Regions from separate parts of the Anser cygnoides genome. Here region 2 is linked to region 1. Evidence: chromatin contacts called from public Hi-C data. All regions are on one chromosome and are shown on one strand. The core of a region is the stretch at or near the end of the contact, and the rest is flanking DNA. Distances in the headings are between cores, read along the strand shown. Region 1 holds the start of MYC (MYC proto-oncogene, bHLH transcription factor). Region 2 has its middle 250 kb from the start of MYC.

Evidence for each region. Hi-C and Micro-C count contacts between places; a contact is called where the count stands out from the background.
Region 2: a contact with region 1 is called in a Hi-C map of liver, with 2.4 times the contacts expected there. The contact joins the enhancer-like site here to the promoter of MYC in region 1. A contact is called at or near these places in 3 of 7 Hi-C or Micro-C datasets (granulosa cells and liver).

Annotation. Positions count from the first base shown.
Region 1 is chr2:153,167,149-153,174,877 of Taihu_goose_T2T_genome, forward strand. MYC (MYC proto-oncogene, bHLH transcription factor) reads left to right here and starts at 4,280. Exons shown (of 3, transcript XM_066990741.1): 1 at 4,280-4,581; 2 at 5,645-6,353; 3 at 7,345-7,729. The coding sequence starts at 5,660.
Region 2 is chr2:153,422,484-153,430,212 of Taihu_goose_T2T_genome, forward strand. No RefSeq gene overlaps it. Among named protein-coding and RNA genes, the nearest start is that of MYC, 250 kb to the left of the region's middle. Within about 2 kb of position 2,853, at least 1 of the 3 cell types and tissues checked has open chromatin away from gene starts, as enhancers often do.

The DNA of each region.
Region 1 (7,729 bases), core at 3,030-5,529:
TTAAAACCAGTTAATATCCTGGTTTCACTAACGACTTGATTTCATACGCACTGTCAATTAAAAAAAAAAAGACAACTATGAAGCATCTAAAGGGCTTGGTTTTAAGAAAGACAGACAAAGAAAGAAAGAAAGAGAAATGGAAAATGAAAAAAGGAAAAGGAAAAGAGAAGAAGGAAGAGGAGAAGAGAAAAGGGAAAGGGAAAATGAAAAGGAAAGGGAAAGGGAAAATGAAAAGGAAAGGGAAAGGGAAAAAGAAAAGGAAAAGGGAAAGGAAAAGGAACCTCCTAATGCTAGATCCTGGGCAGGGCAGTTTCAAATCTCCTTTGGTCTGAGTTGAAGCCTGCTGTACTCAGCCCAAGTCAGAAGAGCAGTTCAGGTTCTGTGCTAATTCTCTTGGTGACAAAACTTATTTTCTGGGGTTTCAGTGGGTTTCTGTGAGGGCTACGGTCCTCATTTCAGTTCTGAGGGAGTAACTTAACATCAGCGTAGCACCGTCTGTCTGCAGCCCTTTTCATCATTCAGTTTTCTGCTCTTCCCATCTATGCACGGCAATAAGCGGGCAGCACTATCCCGTGTCGAGGCTCTCCGGCCAGCACATCACAAGGAGCCTGGCGCAGGGGAAGGAGCTGCGTCGTTTGCTGCCAGCCCTCTCGGACACAGAGCTGTGATGGTATTGTCGTTCTCAAGACCTGCAGCCCATGGCTGGGGTACAGTGATGGGGTGGCAATGCTGGGACCCACAGTGCTGTTGTTCACTCTGTGGCTAAGATAGGAGGTGTATGCAGCACTCCATATTTCACCACGGTACACAGATAAGTGACAGTGGCCCCCCAGATGCCCTCATTTCTCCTTCGTGATGGGGAAATCCACTGAGAAGGTGCTCATCAGCACCCAGCACGAGTTTTTCTGGGCCTGGAAGAGGGGGGGCTAGGAAGATGTTATTAATTTAGTCAATGCTGCACAGCTTGCAGAAACACTGTCAGCTTCTGCCTACACACATCTCACCTCCCATTGTTAAAGAAATTACAGCTGCTGAAAGAGATGAAAAAGTAACATTTTCTATTAATAAGTCAAGTCCATTTATTTTGGCCTCTGAAATGTGGGTCTGGTTTTTGCACTGGTCCTTCAGGGCAGCTGTGGAGCCAGGATCCCTGCGGGGATGCTCAGCCTTAATGGCTCGGAGTGCAAGCACCACTTGTTTGGGTAAACCTCTCCGCAAGGAGTTAGGATTTTCTGACCAACTAATACCTAGTTAGGTATTAGTTAGACTCTCCGGTGGAAGACCAGCAACCTGCGAAGCCATGGAGATGTCGAGTGAAGATTTCAGCAGAGACTTCTGGAGGTAGCTCCAGTTTTCAGACGGCTTTTTGGCCAGTGTAAAGTAGATTGCAGGTGTCCCCTGGAAATACAGCACGCAGCAGGTGACGCGGGCACGTGTGACATTACGAATTGTCTCAGGGGTTTCCAGCCACAGAGAGGTGCGAGAGTTTTTTCCACCATCTCCACTTCACTCTCAGTTTCTGCTTTCGTTTCTGGTTCTCACAGGTTCCCCCTCTGCCATCACACGTAAATTCCACCCAGGCTTCCCCTGCCCCCTTCTATTTATCACCAGACCCCCCACCCGTGTCAAAACGCTCCCTTTGATTCTGTTGTCTCCTTAATGTAATTCTCGCTTATTTCTTCTTCCCATATAACAGCTATTTTGTCAAAAATGGCCTTTTCACTGGAGATTTATACTTATTGTTTTCATATGTTGCCCTGTGTTCTTTCACAGATGGGGGTGGACGTAAGAAACCAGGGCAAACCACCACGTAAGAACAGCTGTGGGATGTCCTGGCATTGGCTCCCCAAGAAAAAACGAACTTGGGGTCTGTGTGAGACCTGAAGAAACCCTATAGAATATTTTAAAGACCGTTTCCTCTGGAGGCCGTATTGTTTCAATAGCACTTTTCTTCCAGTCCTCCTTTCCTGTTTTCCCATTCATATGAGCACGGGATATTTTAAGAGTCCATCTGCTCACGTTACTTATTCCTCACTTCAAGTCATAATCCTCTGTGATACTGCAGTTAATTGCTCTGCGTGTGATTATATTGCTTCACGAACAGGATTATGATTTTCAACCCTATCAGTACTGGAGTCATTTCAAAATATTTCTGCTGTTACCAGCTCTGACTGAATTTCGACAGCTTTTACAATTCTGAGGGTATTCACTGCGTTTTAGACTCTTCTGCTGCTGTTCTTAGATAAAAGCACCCATACCAACTTTTACACCAATAGCTAGATTAATTTGGATCTTGCACCCTCCTGGCTGACTTCAGGCCTGCCTTGAGTCACGTTATTTCCATTCACATCAGCGAGCTCTACTACAGTGATGCTTTTAAAAATAGCACGATGTATTTTAAGCCATCTCGGAGCAAGGGTAAACCCGATTCTTAAAATGTCACTAGGTGAAGCATCCCCGTTATGACTACGCAGTGGCTCTTGGCTCTTGCTTCACCCTTTCTGCATGGATCCGCTCCTCCTTTGCTACCCGACAGCAGCGGCGGGACGGCAGAAAGCGCCCCCAAAGTGCGCTCGGGGCTTTTTGCTTGGTGGGGACTTGGATGGTTGTAGATGTCGTGCTTTGCTGAAAGGCTGCTCGGCAAAAATGGTCGCTTCCCATTGAAATAATAAGAATAAAAATTAAAAAAATAATAAAATAAAGTAATAAAATAATTAAAAATTGAAAAATAATTAAAAATTAAAAATAATATTTTCTCATTCTTTTCTTTTCTTTTTTTTTTTTTTTTTAATTTTTCATTCCGGGAGGGGGGTGCTGCGGGGGGGTGGGAGGGAGCCGCAGGTGCCGGGGGGGGGGGAGGGAGGGGGGGGGTTCGCGCTGCTTCCCGCGGGCGCGGAGCGGCCGGGAGGGGGCGCGATGTCCCCACGGTAGCAGCGGCGGCCGTGGGAAAGCGGGGCCGCCCCCCAGCGCCGGCGGGAGCCTCACCGGGGGTGGGGTGGAGCCCCCCCTCCCCATCCGTCCTTTCTCCCCCCCCCCCCCCCCCCAGCTTCGGTCCTCCCGCTCCGTGGAGCGGCCCTGAGCTTTGCATCCTGCCCCGGGGGTTGTGCTTTAATAAAATAAACAAATAAATAAAGAAATAAAATTTTAAAAGTGGGGAGGGGGATATATAAATAAATGGGAATAAACAAATCCCAGCGGGGATGGGATAAGTGCGGGGGTGCGGGGGGGGGGGGACGTCCCGTGGTGCAGAGAGCGGAGGGGCTTCGCTGGGGAGGTTTAGGGGGGTTGGGGGGATTTGGGGAGGGAGCAGGGGGTGAGGGCTCAGCACGGGGGGGGCTCGGGGAAACCGCAGGTGCGGCGGTGGGAGGGATGGGGGTAGCAGCTAACGGTCCCGGGGGGCCGGGCAGCGAGATGGGGGCGTCCCGTCGGGGGTGGGCACCGGGAGCTGGGGGGTGGACCCCGGGAAGGGGAAGGGACTGAGAGTGGGCAGGGGACAGCCGGGGTGTGACAAAACGGGCTGCAAGGTGACCCCCGCGGGGCTGTGCCCCCCCCCAACACCCCCACATCCCCCTCCCCCCCCCCCGCAGCCTCCTTCTTCCATTTAATCCTCCCGCAAAGGCGGGATAAGAAAGCGGCGACCCGGGGCGGGGGCTGCCCGAGTCGGAGCCCCCCCGACGAGGCTGGATGCGCACCGGAGCCCCCCTACATGAAGGTGGGGGGGTGTTGGAAAAAGGGGCTGAACCCCCCCCCCCCCCCCCGGGGTGCCCTGCCGGGGTGCGCTGAGCAAGGAGGGAAACGGAGAGGAGCAACCTTTTAATCCCTCCTAGTAATTTTTTTTTTTTTTTACTATGTTTACTTCCGACCTCTCCTTGCGCAGCTCGTAGTAAGACGGGTGGAAAAAAAAATAATTAAAAATAAAATTTAAAAAAAAAATAAAAAATAAAAAAACCACCGCGGTGCGCTGCATCGCCTCCACCCCCCCCCCCCCCCCCAGCCCTTCCAAACCTCCCGGCGGAATTAAAGGCCGGGGGTTGGGGCTTGGGGGTAAGGGGGGGGATACGCGGAGCTCCTCGGCCGCCCCCTCGCGGCGCCGCCCTCCCCGCGGCCAGGCGCGGAGCCCTGCGCGGCCGCTGCCGAAGGGGGGCGCGGGCGGCGGCGGCGCGCACGGCGGGAGTGAGCGGGGCCCCGCGGTGCTGCCCCCGCCCCGCGGCACCTCTGTCGCCCGCCCCTCGCCGGCGCTTTAAAGGAGGAAAGCAACTAAACTTCTATTGTACCAGACAGAGCGCGCCGCGCCGCCTTGGACCGTACAATCTGATTCCCCTTCTCTCCGCTGCTCCTTGATTTTTTTTTTTAATTATTATTTTTTTTTTTTTTCTAAACCTTGGTGGGAGGAAGAGATCTACGTTCTCCCGGCGTTTCGTCTTTTTTTTTTTTTTTTTTTTCCCCGTCCTATCCGGCGGTTCTTTTTATAATTTTTTTTATATATATATATATTATTATTTTTTCCTTATTTTGTTGGTCCCCGCACCGCCCGCAATAATTGCCTCGCTCCGTTTCGCAGCTGGCGCCTTGGAGAAGCCGGTGAGTCGCGGGGCTCCGCTTTTCCCATCACTCGATCCGCCGCGGTCGTGGCTTGGACTGACAGGGCTGCTGACACCCGGCACCGCCGGGGCTGCGCTCCGAGGACGGGGACACCGACGGTGCCCCCCCGGGGGACGCTCCCCTGCGCTGGGGCACCGGCCGTCCCCATCCTTTCGCTTGCTCTCGGCTCTTCAAATATCTATATATATTTATTTTTTTTTCGGGGGAGGGGAAGTATTTGCTTCTCCCGCGTATGCACGGGCAGGTTATGCTTATTGCACATTCTGCCTATATCCATATATATGGGTATATATACGTGGATATATGGGCATATATATATATATATGTATATATATATGCGTGTATATGTGTGCGTATATATATATTTATATTTTTATATATATATGCGTGTATATGACAAGACCTGGCAAACTTTGCCGAGGTTCCTGCCCGTCCCCGCGCGTTGCCCGCACGCCCAGGTGCGTGGCAGGGGAGCAGCCCCTCTGGGTGCTGGGAGCTCCCCGCAGCTCGCCCTTCCCTTCCTTCCCTTCCCGGCTCGATCCCCGATCCCGGATCCCCGATCCCGGGCTGGCGGAGCGGCTCCGGGAGGGAAGGAAGGGGGCTTCGTGCCGGAGCCGTGCCCCGTGTGAACGCGGCGGCTGCGGAGGGACGGCGGGAGGGAGCCGTGCCGAGCCGTGCCGAGCCGAGCAGGGCTGCACGGAGCTGCCGAGCTGCCGGAGCCCCCTCCGGGAGAGCCGCGGGGAGGGTGGTCGGGGCGGCACCGGGAGCTGCCCCCCTCGGTAGATCAAGTCGCGCCTCCGACTTGGGAGAGGGTGAGGGGAGGTCGTACCTTTTTTTATTATTATTAGCGTGGATTTTATTATGATTTTTTAACATTGTTTTGAAACCGACTGCGTGGGGTTTTTTTGCCCGTCGGCACGGCGCGGGGAGCCGGGAGGGAGCGCTGCGTGCTGGGGGGCGGTCGCCCCTTTAGGGTCGCGGGGAGGGGGGAGCCGACCCCCGAGGCTCACCCCGGCTCCCCCTTGTTTCCCCCCTCCCGCAGGCACCAGCCGCCGCGATGCCTCTCAGCGCCAGCTTCCCCAGCAAGAACTACGATTACGACTACGACTCGGTGCAGCCCTACTTCTACTTCGAGGAGGAGGAGGAGAACTTCTACCTGGCGGCGCAGCAGAGGGGCAGCGAGCTGCAACCCCCAGCCCCGTCCGAGGACATCTGGAAGAAGTTTGAGCTCCTGCCCACGCCGCCCCTGTCGCCCAGCCGCCGCTCCAGCCTGGCCGCCGCCTCCTGCTTCCCCTCCACCGCCGACCAGCTGGAGATGGTGACGGAGCTCCTCGGGGGGGACATGGTGAACCAAAGCTTCATCTGCGACCCCGACGACGAGACCTTCGTCAAATCCATCATCATCCAGGACTGCATGTGGAGCGGTTTTTCCGCCGCCGCCAAGCTGGAGAAGGTGGTCTCCGAAAAGCTGGCGTCCTACCAGGCGGCCCGACGGGAGGGGGGTCCCACAGCCCGGCCCAGCCCCACGGGACCCCCCACGGGGGTACCGCCGCCTCCGCCTCCCCCCGGCTCCGCGGCATCGGCCGGCCTCTACCTGCACGACCTGGGCGCCGCCGCCGCCGACTGCATCGACCCCTCGGTGGTCTTCCCCTACCCGCTCAGCGAGAGAGCCCCCAGGGCCGGGCAGCCCGGTGCCAGCCCCCCGGCACTGCTGGGCGACGACACGCCGCCCACCACCAGCAGCGACTCGGGTGAGTGGGGTCCACGCGTGTTTTTTTGGGGGGCAAGCGGGCGGACGCGCACCCCGACCCGCTTCTTCTCTTCTCTCTCCCTCCCACCGCGCACGGGTGTTTTAAATGCCACGTTAGCGAGGCTCCCTGCGAGTTTAGTTCCTGGAAAAAACAGCCCGGTTTTCCCTTCAGGGGTGGAGGGAGGAGGAAAAAAAATGGAAAGGAAAAAAAAAAAAAAAAAGGAGGGAGAAACTTTCATAACAGGGTCAGAGTCGGACTTCGGAGCCGGAGCAGCGTCCAAGTGGAGCTGCTTCCCAGTAACATCTGGGGGCCGGCAAGGAGTTAACCCCAGCCCGAGAGCCGCAGGGAGAATGTGCAAGCAGGGAGGTGCTAGTGAAAGTGACTGCGAGGAGTGAATGGGGCTGGGAAAGTTTTAGAAATGCTTCCTTAGGTATTTGACAGCGTGTTCCGTCCGCTCGTAAATCTGGTTTGAAAGCGAGTTTCTACTCAAAGCACTACAGCCTTCATTTTTTTTTTCCTTGGATTTTCCACAAATTAACAGATCAAGAGAGATTCTGAAAATGTCTCTGAATACACGTGTGTTAAGTAAGCTCTCTTGAGGCGTGGCCAAAGCCTGCTAAATCCTTAATTAAGGACAGCTTGAGTCTAGGAGCTTCGTTGTGCTTTGCTGCTGACAACTGAGGTTAAATTTTCCTGCTATCTTTCATACGCGCCTCGGGATTACGCAAGTTCTTTGCAAATTTTGAAACCAGGGAGTCAGGGCTCTGAGTGCACTCGGTGCGTCCTATTGCTCTTGAAACATTGCTTCTTAAAGGAAAGGCTCTTGAGGAGGGCAAGTGGAGTCTCGCAGCGTCGAGTGGGTTTAATATGGGTTTGCCAATGGGTTCCTCGCACTGCGGCTCAACGTAACCCCTCTGTCATAAATACAGCAGTCCTGGGAGTTTTTGCACAGATCGGCTTACAATTCTTCTTTTTTTCTTTTCCTGTGCAGAAGAAGAACAAGAGGAAGATGAGGAAATTGATGTTGTTACATTAGCTGAAGCGAACGAGTCCGAATCCAGCACAGAGTCCAGCACAGAAGCATCAGAAGAGCACAGTAAGCCCCACCACAGCCCGCTGGTTCTCAAACGGTGTCATGTCAACATCCATCAGCACAACTACGCCGCTCCTCCCTCCACCAAGGTGGAGTACCCAGCTGCAAAAAGGCTAAAGTTGGACAGTGGCAGAGTCCTCAAACAGATAAGTAATAACCGAAAATGCTCAAGTCCCCGCACGTCAGACTCGGAGGAGAACGACAAGAGGCGAACGCACAACGTCTTGGAGCGCCAGAGGAGAAACGAGCTGAAGCTGAGTTTCTTTGCGTTGCGTGACCAGAT
Region 2 (7,729 bases), core at 1,603-4,102, 250 kb after region 1:
AGTGATGACAGCCTTTGTCCACACTTGCAAAGTGTCTCCTTCTGTCACGATACAGAACACCACAGCTAATTACTCAGATTTTCCCTAGATTTGGACCTCTTGGCTCTTCTTGAATAAGGATCTCAACATTGGTTGGGGAGCTCCTGGCTGTGGGAACCAGTTATGGCATGGTCTTTGACACAGCCTAGCAGGTAGCTTATTTTTCAAGTAGTATAGATTGACAGCTGTTGATGTTTTTGTTTTCATTGCAGGTAGGAGGTCTTCAATTAAGGTTAGTCTCCAAGTGTTAATCAAGCCACAATGCATACACTCCTTGAGTGTAAGAGCATCCAGGAAGGAAATCCACATTCAAACCAAGACTAGGTTCAATTATCCATGTAATAGACCTCCCTGGCTGCTGCTGTCTGCAAAGTTCACGGTCTATATAACTCACCAGACAAAACTTCACAGGTGAAGAACAGTGTCATAAAAACTCTGATTCATGAGGGTGTGCCACTGGCCTTTCTCTTCAGCAAAATCATAATCTGAGGAATCTGTCATACTTTTACTCATGACAGAGTTTCAATTTGGGGGCCAATGAATACTTTAGTAGGACCATTACCAATCACAGGCCTTTGTTGCAAAAATGTGGGTGAATTCATCATGGATCTAACCTCAAATTAGCAAACCTTGGCCATATTCCACACTCATCATTTTTACCATGGGATTGCATGAGTTTGTGTGTGTCATTGAACCCATCAATGCAATGTCCTATAATTCTTTTTACTGCACTAAACAGGGCTACTCTGGTTACATCTACCCTGATGAATGTATCCAGCAGTGGTTGCATCCCCACTAGGCAGGCTAGTCTCCGTGACAGCAGTGTAGCTGTGCTGACTGGTTTTTTATCATGAAGCTGAGATTCTATATTTTGGTCCTTTATAAAAGTCATGAAAAAACTGAGGTACCTGGGTATTCAAAGCCTGAAGGGAAGATGCTGGAGGACTCTGCAGAACAGAACAAAACAATCCTGGTACATTCTTGTCCATACTCTCTGCTGGGAGATATTTCCAGAGTAGAATATCTAAGACAAAACACTTTGGGTTTGTTTCAGAGTAGCTACCTAGTACACTCCAAAAATATCATGGGTATGAATTCATGTTTATGCAAAAAAGAGGATCAGGGAATCAAGACCAAGGGTGAGACCGAGAGTGAGATGATAGTGCAGATATATCCCAGCCAGGTCAATGTATGCAAACTGCAGTGATTTTTTTGGGTTCACAGAGCTGTGGGAAAGTGTTGGGGAACTCAGCATTCAAATGCAGTGACGACTTCCTCAGAAATGAGATTAACAGTACTTCTGAAAACAAATCCTGAGCTTCAGTCAGTAATCCTGCTGTGAATGGAAAACACACACCCAGATTTGAGTCTCTCTATGAACCAGAAGAAGGAAGAGACAACAGCTTCTTCTGAGTTAATTCTGAAGTGGAGGTATAACCTCTGATACACAGGATCATTTACCCTTTTATGCGGGAAAACCTATTATTAGGTGTCTAAGAGACTAAAGATAAAGTTACCTACCTTCAATTTTCAAATACTGAGTACTAGTGTTTGGTGCTAAATTCTCATTGTGGTTTAGATTCTCCTTTCTGGGAAAGTTTTATGAAGGTAGCATATTTCTTTAACAGAGGCATATCCAGGAGGATGAGGACAGCGAAGATCCTCTTGAGATTTTCAGGTGCAAAGTACCCTGGAGCCATTTGCATCAATTAGCTCCACAATGAGAATGTGGCTGTCTGTATGCCAGGTTGTTGCCTACTATCTCTTGAAGTGAAGATAATTTTTGATAGGGAAAGTGGTAGGTTCTTTTTATGAGTCCACCCAAGGGTGCTGCTTGAGTTAAGGGTTTCCTGGTAGTGTCTTCATTAGATAGGACAATTTATAAGAAAATGCTTTTTTCTTTCCTTTTTTTTTTCTTTAAATTTTCCTTTTCACTTAGACACTTGAATTTTGCCTTTGTCGTACTGCACTGCAGTACACTGTTAGGACTTCCAGGCTCTGATGAGCACATTCCCAGGATGTGGTCCAAGACAGTATGATGCTGGAGTAGCTACCGTCAAATGGGGGCAGAAGTCCAGTTCTGACATGAAAAGAACATTGCTGACACCTCCTGCTGCATTTTTTTTTTGGCCTTTTTCCAAGATTTCCTCTCTAACAGATGCTGAAATCCCAGCAGAAAACAGGAATGAATATAACATAACAAATGAGCAGCGTAGATAATTAGTAATTAAAAATCTCTTAGAGCAGGTAATATCACATGAAATAAAAAAAAAAAAAAAAAAAAAAAAGGTTTATTGGATCTCTAACCTCAAAGGACTTTTCTATTGCACCTATCACAGCATTTCATTATGACTGACTTTTGAAGAGTGAAAGAAGGGGGTTGGGTGGGGTGGTGATGTCCTGCTGTCCGTTGCCCAGAATGTAAATCTAGAGTAGTTCTAACATCTCCAATAAAACAATCCAGTTTTCTTTAGTGATAGCAAAAGGCAAATGTGCAGCCAGGTTACTGTTTTCATGAGATCCCCAGAAATAGCTTGAGAAACAGAAAGAAATAAAGAGAGAAGGAGTAACGGTCCTGGATGAATTTTTTAAAATGTAGCACTTGGGGGAAGGTCTTTTTATATTTGTACACCACATGGCACACAGAGCCCTTCTGAATTCAGCTTGTGGAAGCTACAGGCATATCGAATAAAATCACAACACCAAACAAGACTTAAAACACCTGTTTGTGACAGATGTATTAGGAACAGGGTTTGGGGAGGAAGAAGATCAAGGTTTAATGGACTCTGCCAAAATTCCGTCACAATGACTCACATTTTAATTGAAACAGAATAAAAGAAAGCAAGGGTGGGGAAAAGACATGGGTGAAAATCAGAGGTCACCTGCCGTTGTGATAACTTAACTGAAGTTTTGGAAATGAATCATCGCACTAGGCAATGGAAGGTTTCATCTCAGGCACTGACAGGAAATGCAAGACTGTAGCTGTGTGCAGAGCTTTTCAGGCTCTTGATCAGTTGTTATTGATTGGGAAAGTACAGCTGCACTCAGAAAGTCTTAGCTTTTCTCTCATTTTCAGTTCGACAGAAAGGAAAATCTCGAGTAGCCATTTTCAGCTTCTCTTTCTCGGAAGCAGTGGGGTAGGTGGGAGGGGAGTTCACAGGAGGAAGACACAAAACTCACAATTTTACTCACATGTCTAATGAAATCACATGCTACCAGTGGCCTAAACACACACACACACACACACATACACATGCAAAACAACAACAAAAAAAATCCCAGACCAAATTTTACTCCAAAAATCCTAATACCTTGCTTGAAAAAAAAGAAGCCTACAGTTCCCCAAGAAAGACGGTACTGAGACGTTGTTCAGAAAGACCCTCTTTTGTACCTAAGCCTACAGCTATTAGAGGCATTCCTGTCTTGGCATCAAATTTGCTGAGATGGGACTTGACAAGAAGATAAGCCTATTTCCAGTGTCTGTAATCTAGAGGTTTCCAAATTCTGCTGCCAGGCACAGGTGGTATTGTTGTGGCATCTCCTGGTTTTGGACCATGCTGCAGTGCAGCTCAGAGCAACTCACATCCCGCCAGTTGTAAACTGATTTTGGAAACTCCTGCTCAATACTTCTGGACATTTTTGCCCTTGGAGTGAGACAGGAATGTGTAAAGATTTAGCCAGCATATCTACTTGGTGGGGTACAACTCAGTGGCAACCTCAACTGCCCCAGGAATGGAGTGAATGTATATGTCTTAATTACACTGTATCTGGTTGTAAATGTCTTCTATATCAAGCCTAATATGTTTTGGGAACTAATTTTACCCATGAACAGGTAAATGCTGCATGATGTTTCTAATGATTCAGGTGTGTCTGTATTGTTGATCTCATGGAGTGGACATCCCTAGTGTATGAGCAAAATGAAGTGAAGAATAGAAGGCTTTTCTATAAAATCATTCTGACCAAGTTTTCATTAGATATTAAATCTTGTGAGCTGAATACTAGCCCTGAAGAACCTCGATATCTCCTAAGTCTCTGTAAGGACATTTACTTTGGCCTGGCTCAGCTTTGGTTTTGCTCTTGTACAAAACTGACCCGTTCAAATGCTGCTTGCAGATGAAACGACGGGGCGACTAAGGGACAGGGCACAAAGACAGTAAACACTTCCACTTTTCTGTGAAAGGACTGGATTTTACATGCTGTTTTAACACAGCTTTAGATGGATAAATATGGGCCTGTGCATGTGATGCCCCACTGAATTAGAGCACAGCACACATTTATAGCATGTGAGCTTCACTGCTGTTTCATGAGAGCTCCACTGAACTCTAAATGTGTGTGCGGTGACTTGTGTGCGTGGCTTATTGCTATGCTGATCATTTCAAAGAGGAACAAAAAAGCGGGAAAGTCAAATGACATCGTAGGCTAAAGGAAAAAAAATCTTTAAAGGAAAGGAAGTAAGACTCTCCATGTATGAAGGATTCCAGGTGAGAGCTGGAGAAACCCACAGAGAGAAGCCTACCCACTGCGTTAGTACAGAATAACATTTTTAGAAACTCAGAAGAAATAGAATGTAGACACTGTGCTAGATTTTCTTGTTTCCTTATTCTGTGCTTAAAAATACTTACAAACTTATATGCAAAACAAGAATTAACAAATCTTCACCTCAAAAGAAGAGGCCAAAACAAAAGCAGAACCCTGTCACCTCGTGTCACCCTTAAAATCCCCCAGTATTTGCACTGCCTGACGCATGTGAGATGAAGCATTGAAAAACTAGGAAATTCCAAAAATTATGGTATCTCACAAAAGTTTTGATGGCTGTAGGAGAGATGTGTCATATTTTCCTTGTGAAAAGGAACTCAAAATATCCGATTATTATTAATGTACACTAGAAAATATGAAGAATATGAAGTGTAACAGTTAATGATGCCAGTGTGACTGTGAAGTGAAAAATGTAGCCTATCTAATTGGAAAAGTATTTTACTTTCACTTTACCCAGCTATTGATCCCAGAACGTGCAAAGCAATGACCAAATAATTCTAAAAAACCTTGGTAATTTTACTAACTGCACAATTTATCATATTTCTATGTTTCCTTTGCAAGCAGTGCACGTGTGGGGAAATTTGCATGAAAAGTCTGTTCCCAAGGGAGTCTCATGGCTCTGAGCATCACAGCAAGCTGTGTATAATGCAGACATGTAAGTGAGATTGAAAGTTTGTTTTTTTTTTATCTCTGAAACTTAACCTGGCTTGAGCATAACCAAAATGAAGTGCTACCAATACTATGCTGTCTTTGTGCTTCAGGGAAGTGAGTGGTGGCATGTAAGCTGGATCTAGTGGTAGGTCATCGGACAAGGGTTTTCAGTAGCATGGTGGCACTAGCAGAGAGTTCACACAACAGGCTGAAACCCGTTTAAAGAAGAATCTCTTTGGCTCTCCTTTAAACATGACAGGCTTTTGGGATTTGTGGAAAAGAGAGAAAAAAAAATCACCAGGAATTTTACAGACTTTTAGTACACATAGTAGACAGGTTGATATATTTCAAATGAATTGTTAGATTGTTTTGAGGCCACCCAAAACTTGTAGATCAACACTCTAGTTAGCACTCTGGTAAAAAGTACACGAAAGTTGAAAGAGACTTATGGTGGTAACAAAAAGAATTGAATCGCTGAGCGTGTTTGTGTGACCCTCATCACCGGTGCACCTGAGCATCTTGTTTGTTCCTCCTCCCTTCCCCAGTGGGAAGGGGAACATGAAGTTTTAAATACAGATGTTCCATGATGCAGAGCTTGTGACTCAGGAGGGGAAAGAATTGACATCTTCAAAATTTAGTGTTAGTGTCCCACTAATCAACTTTCCTCCTATTGTTGATCTTGGTGGTAATAGTATATTATAGTGGTATATTATAGTGGGAACATCAGGCTGTGTCTGCCTTGCTGGAGTTGATCTGTGCTGTGAGTGATAGCTGAGTTGGATGCATGTGTCTCTCTACATGTTGGAAGGGGGTCTGGTATGAAGACTGCAGAAATATATGAACAGACTCTATGTTAACATCCATTAACTTTCAACTGGTCAGGCTTGTAATTGTTATGGTTAGAATTTGGAGTTTGAATTGGCTTTTGTAGCTATCCTTGTATTATAAATTGTACAAGATTTCCAGCTTTGTTGGTATGAATATTAAAGAGCCAGCTTTAAAATTATGGTTTTATTATAATTATTTTTTTATTGAGATCCCTCTGAATGATGGTAGCTATGCTGTTAGCAAAATAGCAAATAACAGCACTATTGCTTTTTTTTTTTATTGAATGAAAATTAAATTTAGGTCATTTTTACATAATAAATAAGGTTATGATTTGAAAATGTTTCATTACATTACATTAATACATCTTCATAGGCATGGATCATGTCACACACAGTTGTTAAGTTCATTGTTAATCAGATTCCTCTCATTAACACACTGTGGTTAAAAAAGAATTACCCTATAACTGACTATGTAATGTTAAGTGTAATTTCTGAAGCTACTGTATTATGCTGTCCTAAGTACCTTGGAATTGCTTATTTAATGGAATATCCAGCCCTTAAAAATACATCCTTCCCTTTCTACTGTTAATTTCACAAAATGTTTTAAGGAGAAACACAGCCATACTGTCCTTTAAGGAGAAGGTTGAAGTTATTAGACGTTTGAGAGATCCTGATCAGTGAATGCCAAATCTAAACTTGTCATGACTGTACTTATAATAGCTGAACTTTCCACCTCCCCAGGAGCAGCCTGTCTTGCTACACTTATTCTACCTGACCTACTTTTCAGCTCTGCACTTAAAGATGTTAAAAAAATATATATATCTGAATCCCTTGAACGAAGACAGAAATAGTTTCCATATTGCTGAATCAACATAAAAATGATCCATGGCTGGGCACCTCTGCCTACAGATTTCCATAGAAGGTATTTTTCTGTTGGAGCCCCAGACTGTTTCTACCCACACCGTTCACTAGGTGGGAGTTTCATTACAAGGCAGAGATGCACAGACCTCATGGCAAGTTGCTGAGATGATGCTTTGGTTTGAGGGTGAAGAAAATGGGGAAGAAAATCTACTGTGTTGCAAGTATTCAATAAAAATCTGTGTTCATCCTGCTGTACTGTCTGTGTTTTAAGAGGGCTCCAGAATACAGAGTTATGTATGAACTACTAATGTAAAGGGTCAGCACACGAGGTCAAGCCCAGTCACACCATCGTCCATAAAGCCTACCCAGGATAGCCTTCCTGGAGAGTTTTCTGGCTTGGTTCAGAGACAGATCATGCCAATGTTTTTGCAACAGGCAGGCTGACCAAGAGGTACTTCTAAGAGTAAAGGGGGCATCTAGCTGTCTGGGCATCAGTCATCCCATCCTGGGACAGCCCCTGGCCTTTTTACTTAGTATAGACATATTCATAGGGACTTGGCATCAGGATACTTAATGATAGCAACATCCTGTGCCTTTATTTATGAGTCTGAGTAGGGCACTGATGAATATGGTTTTAAAACCCCTAACCAATTGCCTTGTTCTTCCCTTACTCAGGGCTTGAAAAGCTCTTTGGACATGTGTCCAGGCAAGTAATTGTATGCAGGACAATTATCTAGCACTGGGTCCTTGTGCCCCTTTTCTTACAGCTAATCTGTTTTATCATACCAAATGGGTTGGCTCCAGACCCAGCATCC